Linked DNA regions of Sus scrofa: region 1 is linked to region 2. The links are chromatin contacts, called in public HiChIP or PLAC-seq maps. All regions are on one chromosome and are shown on one strand. The core of a region is the stretch at or near the end of the contact, and the rest is flanking DNA. Distances in the headings are between cores, read along the strand shown.

Region 1 (5,818 bases), core at 2,574-5,073, 61 kb before region 2:
CTGCATTTCTCTTTAGAATTCATTCTGGTTGCAGTTTCATATATTTTGCAGTAACTTTTTCCTAACATTAAAAAAAAAAATTCTGTTAAATATCATCAATCATTCATTAAGAATTCTAGTTGAAATTTTAGCTTTACCTGTATAGGAAAAGTAAGATGGAAAATTGAGGTAATTCACCCAGAAATCTGAGATTTAAAGAATCTGGCTATTTTGAGAAAGTTCACAAGATAATAAAATATCATCTTTTATCTATAGAGTCACACCTTAGAATAAAATATACAGCTTCAGTGTGCTTGGTGTTCATATTTTTGGTTTCTAATATTTTAGCCAATTCTTTTGATTTCAGAGAAGAAAAGTATTGGATGAAAGCTAAAATTGATAACAAGCTATTTGATATTACAAAACTCTGAATATATGCTCTGCTATGTGAAGAAGCAGATCTATCTCCCAATGACAAAAAGAAATCATCTAGACTTATAAAATGTTATTGTAGCTTCCGCTGTATCATACATTATTTCTACATAGCTTATATTTCAATTCCAAGAATTCTATGTTTTACTGAAAATGTATTCATCTTCATGACTGAGAAAGCTGGCCATAAAACTCTGTTATAGATGTGATAAATTCATTTGAGGAATAAAAAAAAAACACCTCTGTTATATACAATCTATTTTAGGATAGGAGAGTCTATGGATTACTAGAGATAACTGTCTATAGTAATTACTATGATTACTCTGGGCAGTTGTCAGGAAAAGGGTAGACAGATCTGAAAATAAACACAGACATCAAGAGTAAAGTATAAGCAGGAGGGATGTAGGGGCTTTTTTTGCCTTATATTTGTGTTATGTACTAATGTAAATCATGTCACGATTGTAAGAAATCCAAAGGAAAAAGAGGATGCTTGCTATCACCCCTCAAATGCTGCTAGACCATGGATGTACATCCACATAAGACCCCACAGAGATATGCTGGACTCAGTTTCCATTTTGTGATGGCAAGGTTTCATTATTCTTCCCATACCATTTCAGAAAATAAATTTTGAGCTAGAGAACTATCTGCTCAAAACTTGGGGATAAATAAAATACACTCCTAAAGGATGCTTGGAAAAAGGAACTCATTAACACTAAATATTTCCTCATACTTAGACGGCAGCAAAAGAAATAATTCTTTAAAATAATCGGACTAGAGGCATGCACTATTTTAAGCCCAGTCTGGTCCCCAATAAACAAAATGCAATACTTCTAAAAGATGGGAGAAATGGAACACAATTCATATGAATGGGAAAATGGCACTGAACTCACTGTAAAAGAAATCTGACTTGTTTTAGAGAAAATTAGTTACAGTCTATATCAAAGAAAAAAGTCAAATTCTTATCACTGCTTCAAAGGAACCCTGGCAAAGGTCGGCTCACCTGGTTTAGAGGCCACAGTGGCTGCTACACATGAAAAAATTTAAGAAATAAAAGACTCATAAAAATGTAACACAAAGTATTTTATCTTACTTTAAATGAGTCATTAGCAAATCTGCTTATTATAGCATATTCCACCTACTCACAAAAGGATCTGAATTAAGCTGGCTCTATTTCAATTGATATAAATAAACCCAACGTCAAAAGTAAAGGAGATACCTCCCAAGGTATATAGATTTTAAACTTTATTGAAGCATTTAAGAAATGAGAATCAGATACTTATGAGCTGCAGAATTGTTATAAGCACACTAAATACTTTCCTCAAATAACCTGTAGTGGAGTTATCTTTCGATTTCTTTAAAAATTTGAAGATTTGGAAGACTTATTTTTATACTAGAGTAGAAAAACAAGCTGTTTAAAGGTGAAAAAACGACAATGAAATATATTACGCCCAAGGTAAAGTAAGATACAAAAGTGAAATAAAAACTATAGTAAAACCTATTTCTTAAATGGATGGAGTGAGGAGTTTTTCTTTTAGGTCTTATATAAGACTGATAATGTTTTAAGTTTGAATTATAAGAGAAACAAACACACACACACACACACACACACACTAGCCCTTTGGAAGGTATACAAGTGTATAAGACACGTGGGGTGCAAAATCACTCATAATACTATGCTTAGAAGCAGCACTTTTGAACAACATGGCATCCAGCCAGCTGACCTTGTTCCAAGGTACTGTTTAGATAGCTGGGATTCTACCATATAGGCATTCTATATTTTATAGATATTACATTTGTCATTTGAAGAAAATCTTTGTAGAGAGTTTCAATGCTCATTCATTCACAAATTTATACATATAAACATTGCATTAAATGCGTCATTAGCAAGTTAGTTTATTTATAGTATATCCCACCTAGCAGGTGGAAAGGATCTGAATCACATAGCTGCTACCTCAATTGATCAAAAACACATTTTAAAACTGAAGGAACTGCCTCTCTAAAGGACATGGATTTTAAATTCTACTTAAGCATACAAGGTTTACTTCTTCATCTCCCTTTCTGTCCTTACTGTTATGTAGGTGTGTCAAAGGTTTTATTTTATAATAAGTAAATGCAGACAAGTATCTTTGTACATAAACATTATTGCCTTAGGATAGACTCTCAAGAGTTTAAATTAGTAAGGTAAATAATATGAATTATTTTTAAAGTTCTTGATAAAAATAAGCAAACTATGTTCCTGAAAGACTGTGCCAGCTTACATTTCCACCAGTCATAGGTGCAAAGTGCTGGTTTGGAGCTGACATCGTTTATAATTCTTCAAGAAGGAGCTGATAAAACTAGGGCTATGAGCAAAAACAAACTGATTATTTACAACATGCTATGGACTCCGGGTACACACACACAAAAATACGATATTCTTTCCTTGGCAGATTTTACAAATCCTGTTTAGCATATGTATGCATCCCCTGCATGTGTGTGTGTGTGTGTGTGTGTGTGTGTGTCTGTGTACATGTACATGTGTCTGGGATGGTTGGGTGGTTTGTAATGACAAAATATGAATAACCAGTAGCCACACTCTTTTAGTTGAAGGTTTCAGCTTTAGCCTTTCTTGCTTATTGAACTCTAAGAACCACTTTACAATGAATCCATGACAAAAAGTCCTAAGCAACCAATTGGTGGCTCCATTAACGGAGTTAATCACAGTTAAAAAATGGACTCCTTTGATGTAACCAAATAACTTCAACATTTCTCAATTTTTTTTCTTCTGACTTTTAAAACTCTACTTAATAATCATAAAACACATATTGAACATTTGCTGTGTGTCAGATGCTATTCTAAGCACTAAGCCTACTTTAATTTAGTGCTGGCAACACCCCCATGAGTTCAGAACCATTAATTCCCCCATTTCACAAGAGAAAACAAAAGCCACACAGAAAGTAAAGGAGCAGAGGTGGCATGTGAATCTTTGTGGACTAAATAAGGAAACATACTCCAGTCTGCCTTTTACATGGTAGGCACGTGGAAAGTCTTAACCATCATTAGCTATGTGTGTTTCTGTTTTGACCTACAGGTTGTGAATACTGTGAAGTGAAGGGTTATGACTAGAATGTTTTATGTGTGGCTTTCCTCTATTAAAAACCTAATCAGTTATATTTCCATTATACGCCTTAAAAAGTCAATGACACAAAATAAAAGACAAAAACCAAAAGCAGTAACATGGGGGTGGGGGGGGTGGACATCAGTGAGGTGAGAGGTAGTTTCTCAAGGATTATTTGTTGAATTAAGGGCGAGGCAGAGGGTTTGACTGCAATGTGGCTTTATAAGCTGCAAGTTAAATACCCTGACAAGTCTTAAGTAAGTTCCTTGTATATCACAGGGCTAAAGGTCTCCAAATCAACCCGCTTCTCTGGTTTCACCAGTGAACCTTGCATCTGGGTTACTGTGACCTATGGTGTGGCCACCACAGGCTTGGGATCAGTGTGTGAAGAGCAGGGGCAGCAAAGGAAAGTGCCAGAGAGAAATTCATCACATAACGGGTTTCTGAATGTTCCTGACCCCTCTCAAAACAGGAAAACACTATTTTAAAATATTGAAACAGAAACCGTTTCTAGAATTAAATATAGGGGGCCAATAAACCCTTCCTGTTTGCAACATATTTTAAGTTTTCTATACCAGTGGCTGTTAGGTAACCACTAAGTGATGCCTCCTCATGAAAAGCGAGCTTTAAAACACAACAGATTAGGGTGTGTATGCTCTAAGAAGGAAGGAGTTCCTTATAATTCCTCCAAAGACAGACTAGACTCAGCAATGTAGTAATATTTCTCAAGAGCTCAAACGCTGGAAAAACTAGCCTTGAAACCTTAAGACCACTGCCTTATGAGGCAATGTTCACTCCAACTGTCTATCAAATTCTGATTCCTTCAGCAAACGTGCCCTCCATCTAACTACACAAAGTCGCGCAACGTCATATGATCTCCCAAATAGAGATGGCGCAGAACTAGCAAATCCATCTCCATCTGGATGCTGAAACTGGCTGGAATCCACTATCTTCATACAGCAACCTCAGAAAAGGCTTGTTTCCAGAAGCTGCTTGGGTCGAAATAACACATTGCAGGCATTTTCTCTGCATGGGTAGCAGCTTCACCTTCCCAATCTCTTCATTGTGATTATTTTCTAACCCTTCTCAATGCTATTTGACTCATCCGATCCAAGTGTATTCACTTCAGGAAGGTATGAATCAGCATGAAGTTCCTCCTCCTGCTGTTAAATTATTTCCTCTTATGACCCTTCTCCTCTGGATGCAGGAACATTAGAGCAAGGAGCCACTGTAAAAAGCTATCACCTGTTCTGTGTATGTGCAAAAATATCAATCCCTTCCTCAGTAATTTCAGTACACTACGAATTACACCTTACATTTCAGAAACAGGTGTCTCCATGATCTGTAAGTTCAGTTTATTCTTTGCAGCAATATCAACGCTTCTTTTCTGTGGAGAAGGTGTCAAAAGGGACCCCAAACTGCGAACAAGTGAGCAAAGAGCAAGTCAGATTCTGAAGTTTAATGTAAAAAAAGATACCAATGCCACCTTTATGGAACCTTTAAGTTCACACTTTCAAAATGTTTTAGACACAAATCCAGATATATCTTGATACTAAAGCAGTTATCCATATCAAGAACTCAGATTAAAAGTTTTTATTTTAAGTGAAGTTATACACGTTCTAAAGTTTTCTAAGCAAAAGGCTCTAGGACCTTAGTTAGCACTGGTCTGTGACAGTTTGTAAAACTAAAAGGCCTCTGCAATCTTAACTCTATCTGAATATTGTTACAAATGTTTGCAAAGCAGATCTTTCCCCCAAACACTAAACACATAAATAATGTAAAATATGTGGTTGACTTGGTTGACAAAACATAAATAATGTAAAATAGTTGGTTGACTATTAATGTAAATTAGCGTTAAGCCTGAATTATTAATACTGAGTACCCACTATACACAACATGTTTTTAAATAACTTCAGATTAATTAATTCCAAAGAGATCATCTTGCCTAATTCAGTTTTCACGTGGAACTGCTTTAATAACAGATAAAATAGTTTGCTTAAAATACCAATTTCTTATTATTTGTAAAAGAATGCAGATAGAGTAATCAAGGTCGCCAATCTTTTGGGGTAGAAGTTTGAAGTCATCCTTAATCTATTAGAATTCTAAGTCAAAAAAATTTGTTGTTTTTTTTTTATGGAGAGAAAACAGGTCAGTCCTATCAGACATACCACGAATAGACGACTTTATTGCAGCTCTAGGAAAATCCAAATAGATCAGCTTTATTGAAGCTCTTGCAACGAGTTGACAGGTTACTTATCGGATTCATTCAAAGTCTGTGTCTATATGGTAGGTACAATCTAACTAGTACAA
Region 2 (5,509 bases), core at 5-2,504:
GCCTCTTACCTGCGTGGGACATGGTGATGGTCTCGTTGGTGTTGGAGCCCACGTTGAAGATAACCACGGCGGAGGCGTTCTGCAGGAAGGCGTTCCGGATCTTATCCCTGTAGGTGCAGTTGCCCTTGGGGATGAGGGCTATCCAGTTCTTGCCGTGGGCCGGGGCGGCGAACTTAGTGTTGGGGTCGCAGGCCAGGCGGTCGTGGGCCGAGCTGGCCATGACCACCTCCCCGCGGGCGTCCTGCTTGGGCGAGTGCTCCCCGTAGCGCCCGCACTCGGTCTTCTCCGTGTGCAGCTCCGCGGCGAATCCGCCGCCGCCGCCGCCGCCCGCCGCCCCAGCCCCGGGGTCCGGCGCGGGCTCCGCGTAGGTGATGTTCACAAAGGCGGTGTACCATTCCTCCTTCTCGGCCACGGTGAAGTCCAGGCAGAGCAGATGCACGAAACAAAAGGAAAGCAGCCATGTTGAGAGAGCCAGGCTGCGGCACGCTTGGATGAGAGACATTGCCATCTTTATCCGCCGGGTCCCCCTCCCCGCCCCCCGCGCGCTCCCCCCGCGCCGTCCCTCCTCCCTGGCCCTGGCCAACCCCGGGCTGGCCGCTTCTCCTCCTCCTGCTACCGCTCCTGCTCACTCCTGGGCCCGAGGGGCCGTGGCCGGGACGCGCAGCCGCCGCGGGGACCGGATTCCAGGCAAGCGGATGGCTGCGGCCCCTTCCCCTTTCAGCCGGAGCGCGGCGGTTGCATCTCGCTTTGCGGGCGCCGAAAGGGCGCAGGATGAGGGGGCGCTAGGGGCTTGCGACAGAGTCCAGCTGCCGAGCGTCTTGCTCCTTCGCCCGGCTTCTCCTGCTTTCGTAGAGGTGGCAGGGGGCCCAACAGCGTGCCGGGTGGCGGCCTGGCGTCCTGCAGCCCCGGCGGGGGCGGGGGCGGCTGCTTCCAGCCGGAGGTGCCGCCAAGGTGTCCCGGCCGCTGACGCTGAGCGCTCTGACGAGCGGGTCCCGCTCCGGGCGCGGCGGCCGACACTGCTGCGAGTCCCTCTGGCTGAGGGCGCTCCGCTCCTAGCCGCGCTGCTGGCTGCGCCCGGCACACACTTGCCTCGGGAGGGGCCGGCTCGCGGGTAGCGGGAGCAAGCGGCCGGAGAGAAGTACGCCGTCTGCGTGTGTGTGTGTCTGTATATGTTTGTGTGTGTGTCTAGTGTGTGCAAGGAGGAGCTTAGTGTGATGTCAAAGACTGGGCTTCGCGTGCCACGCTCCCTTGGTCTCTCTCTATGGGCAGCAGCGACCCCTGCCGGGTCTCAAATTCAAACCAATCAGCGACTTGGTCCAGGTGGAGGCAAAAAAGGAAGCGCCTCTTGCTTCCTGCGCTGTAAAAGTAGAGAAATGTGTGTGTCAGTTTTCCGAACTGCAGGAGGAACTGCGGTGAGCTCCCTAATTACCCGTCCTAGGGCCAGCGGGTAAGGCTAGTTGGTAGCGAGGTTCTTTCCAGCACCAGGCCCGGACTATCTAGAACAGTGCCTGTCAAGTCGAAGTGTACATCTGCGCCCCCTTTACCCATTCCGTATCTCTGGGGTGGGGCTCCAGAATTTGCTTTTCTAATGAATTTCCCGGTTATGCTGACGCTGCTTATCTAGGAACCACTCTATATTAGGGTGAGTATAGAAATGGGCTTCTTTCTTACCATCTGGCAGCAAGCATGTGACATTTGTTTTCCTATAGAATGAGTGTTTTCTGACTCTATAAGGAAAGAGATCAGGTGAGATATTTCCTCACTACTTATTCTGGTTGTTCTGACTGGTAACAGAGGACTTAGTATCAATAGGCAAAGCAGGTTTGTTTGGGTTATTATTGTCTACAGTGTATTGTCTAGTCTGGCATAGAGATCACAACTAGTCAACAGAGCGTACAGCCCCTCTAGAGTAGTGTTCTTAAAACTGTGATGTAGCATAGGTCTTTACCAACTAATGTTTGACTGGTTGTTATCTTTTCACACGGTCATGTTCCTTAGCTTGAGATACCTGCCCTGTAGTCTCGAAAACAATTTGCTTGATGGTTCATAATCACCCACATTTTACTTCCCAGCTGGCACAGAGCACTCCGAGGACCCACTTCATGATGAAAACAAACGTCCACCTTTTCCCCAGGACTTTAGTGTGTTTACAGAAATCTGTTAATGGCTGTCCATCAGCACAACTGCTCTTTTTCCAGCAGCAGTACAAATAGCTGGTAGCTGTTAGGGGAGAGCAAAGACTCCCAGCTGTACCCAAATTAGAAGCAGGCACAAGAAGAACCACTTAGAGGAATTTGTCCCTATGGTATTGGATGTGCTGGATTTGTGTGTTTCCCTAAACTTAGTCATTTTAGAAAATAGGCTTCTAGGCAATTGGGACAGTGCTTTTTATAGTGCCTAAAACCAAGAAGGTAAAAGTGGAGACTGCCTGGCTGCTCGTTTCTGAACCACCAGAGATCTGAGGGAAGTGTCCTTTGCCTAAAAAAGCCCAGTGAGGTTTTGTACAGATGCCTCACAAACCAAAGTGGTTCCCCATATCTCTCTATCTCTTAGTGATTTTCTTCCAGCCACAAAACTTGGTGAACCTGTGTCATTAAGAATGCATGACTATCCCTGCCCTTTCCTTCCCTTGGAAAAGTTAGAGGCTGAAGAGATGGAAGGATCAAGGAGATTCTTGATCTCCATCCTGCTTGGGAGACTGATTAATTACAGGGGCACTGGGCAAATAAGTGAAATATTAAATATCGTGGGAGCTGGATTTCTTAGTGCTGGAGAAGGAAATTCAAATATGGAATGATAGAAAGCTATTAAAAACCTCGAGGTGTTAGATTGGATCCAAAATGAGTGTGAAATCATGATATATATACCGCAGAGCTATTGTCATTCAGAAGCTAGAAAAAAATGGGCACAGTGGGTGGCCAGAAGATCTAGGTTTCTAAGTACTCTTCTCCATTAAATGGAACCAGGGCTGATTCTAGGGCTTGGGTTGGGAAAGTATGAAGTGATCTTGGAAACTCTTGTAAGAAGTGCTCAAAGCATGATGGAAATATGCAAAAAGGACACATGAGCCAGCTGGAAAGAGCTCCTACTGGTCAAATCTGGGATAAATAGACCACCAAAATAAATAATGATAGTAAGTGATTACAACCTGTTGGATAGAACAGTAGTCCATGAATGTATGCTAATATAAATGGATAAATAATGATGGAGTAAATAAATAAATGAAAAATAAGGGACAGCTCTTCTTTTATGGTTGATGGAAATAGTTAAGTCACCATTTGGCCATGTTGGTTGATTCTGGCAGGTCCTCAGTGGATGTTAAAGCTGGTGGGTGGATGTTTGAGCCAAAGCAGGATATTAACCTAGTCTTAAAGTATCTTCCAAAAAATTCTTATTGATTACAGGGGGGAAAAGGAGACTTCTTTGAAGAGAACCCTGGAAGACACCCAATTGGCCAGGTGATCAAGATAAACATCACCAGGAAGGGATCAAATCATATCAGGTGCCGCCAAACAAAAGTCCATGTGCCCTGCACAGAGTGAGGCCAAACAAACTGAAACATCGGAGTTTGAAACAGAGAAAGATTTATTGCAGGGCCAAGCACGAAGAATGGGTGGCTCAAACTAAAAAACCCTGAACTCCCTGATGGTTTGGGATGAGAAATTTTAAAGGCAAAATTTGGGATGAGGGCTACAGGGTGTGTGTCTTTCTTCTGATTGGTTGGTGGTTAGGGAACAGTTGGTACTCTAGGAATCCTGTGCTCAGCCTGAAATTACCATTCTTCCTGGATGAAGGCCTTAGATCCAGCAGAAGGACTCAAAGATATTGTTATATATATTCCTGGAGGAGGAACAAAGAATGCACCCTAAGGCTGCACTATTTCTTGACTGCCCCTTCCTCATTTCTGCTTTCCCTCCCTTCCCTGATCAGCAACTGTTTGAACAACGTTTGGAGCTCAGGGAAGGTCAAGGAAGCTGAATGAAGCCTATTTCCTACAAACAAGAAATGGGGGACACAGAAAGGATTTGGATCTTGGAGTCGCACAGGGTCCTGCTTGGTGTCAATGATGTGATGTGCTGAGCAGAGCACGGCATCTTTCCTGTTACATCCTGCTAAGAATGAGTGTGGACGTGGAGAAACATTGGATGGACACAGGGTGAGAAGCATCTTACAAAATGAAAGGTCTGTACTCTTTAAAACTCTTAAGTTTACATGAGACAGAGAAAGAAAAATCAATTGGTCTTAAGAGGCATGACAACTAAATGCAATAAACAATCCTGGGTTGGCTCCTGGACCAGACAGGAAAACAAACACGTGTCCAAAATTGAATGGAGTCTGTTGATTAGATGGGAGTGTCCTACAAGTGCCGATTTCCTGATTTGTGTCATGGTCTGTGCGCCCAGGTCAGAAAAAAGAATTTTCCAGCATGGCAAGGTGAAAAGAAAGAGGAGTTTCTTGAGATAAGAGAAGGGGCACTGCTAACACAGCAGGATGAATTCCCGACAATCAGGAAGAGCCGACCCCTGGTGCATGGTTGTATCTGTTTTTATAGCTCAGGGAGAGGAGAGATCTTATGATACACTTGCTGACCTGCTGATTAGTTGGGGAAAGAGGGTCTTTAGATACACTTGCTGGTTGGTTGGGGGCTGATAAGGGTTCTATAGGAGTGAGGTGAGAAGTGGGCCCCATACTTGTCCCAGTAGGAGGCAGGAAGGAGTAGACCAGGTTGCTAAAGGTGGGAGAAGGGGCATTAAAATGAGACTGGTGGGGCGATGATAAGGGTCTGGTAATTCCTGTCTTGGCCAGAAGCATTGAGTTCAGTCTCCTAAAGGGGCCTTGAAGTCCAGCAATTTGGATGTGTATAGTGTAGCTGTGTAGAAGAATGTCCTTGTGTGTGTGCTGGGGAGTAGCTGAAGTGTTTAGTAATGATGAACATTCTGTCTGAACATTGCTCTTAAATGGTTCCAACAAGAATAATGGTAATCTTGGGAGTTCCTGTCGTGGCACAGTGGAAACACATCCGACTGGAAACCATTAGGTTGTGGGTTCGATCCCTGGCCTCGCTCAGTGGGTTAAGGATCCGATATTGCTGTGGCTGCGGTGTAGGCCAGCAGCTGTAGCTCCAATTAGACCCCTGGCCCGGGAACCTCCATATGCCGCGAGTGCGGCCCTAAAAAGCAAAAAAAAAAAAAAAAAAAAAAAAAGAGAATGGTAATCTCTAAGATCTTGATTTCCATTAGCTACTATTTCAGAGTAACTGAAATCCAATTCATGACAAAATAAAAATTCTACCTTGCAGAGGGGTATTAATTTGTTTCCAGCCTTGTGCTGGTGATTCTCCCGGAGCACAACATTCTTTTTGTTCCTTTTATCCGATAGCGCTACCTGAACCACTGAGCTGGGTTAGTGGTTAGTGGGTTAGTGGTATCCAGTAGGGAATCAAACAGATAAGGTACATAGAACTGACATTTTGGGGTGGGAGAAAGCAACATTTTAAGTTGTCGATTAT

What was found. HiChIP or PLAC-seq counts read pairs in DNA pulled down with a chosen protein or histone mark.
Region 1: an H3K27ac HiChIP or PLAC-seq map of skeletal muscle shows a contact between it and region 2. The contact joins the enhancer-like site here to the promoter of RNF150 in region 2. A contact is called at or near these places in 9 of 47 Hi-C or Micro-C datasets (embryonic fibroblasts, fetal heart ventricle, heart right ventricle and 4 more) and 1 of 2 datasets of contacts at active chromatin or transcription factors (skeletal muscle).

The regions. Positions count from the first base shown.
Region 1 is chr8:86,147,141-86,152,958 of Sscrofa11.1, reverse strand. The region is part of intron 1 of RNF150 (RING finger protein 150); the gene reads right to left. Among named protein-coding and RNA genes, the nearest start is that of RNF150, 62 kb to the right of the region's middle. Within about 2 kb of position 3,823, at least 6 of the 83 cell types and tissues checked have an H3K27ac peak or open chromatin away from gene starts, as enhancers often do. A contact at or near this core is called in skeletal muscle, where this site is marked.
Region 2 is chr8:86,083,683-86,089,191 of Sscrofa11.1, reverse strand. RNF150 (RING finger protein 150) reads right to left here and starts at 1,254. Exons shown (of 8, transcript XM_021101554.1): 1 at 10-1,254. The coding sequence starts at 508. It overlaps LOC106504720 (a long non-coding RNA gene), which reads left to right and starts at 3,959. Exons shown (of 4, transcript XR_001298412.2): 1 at 3,959-4,182.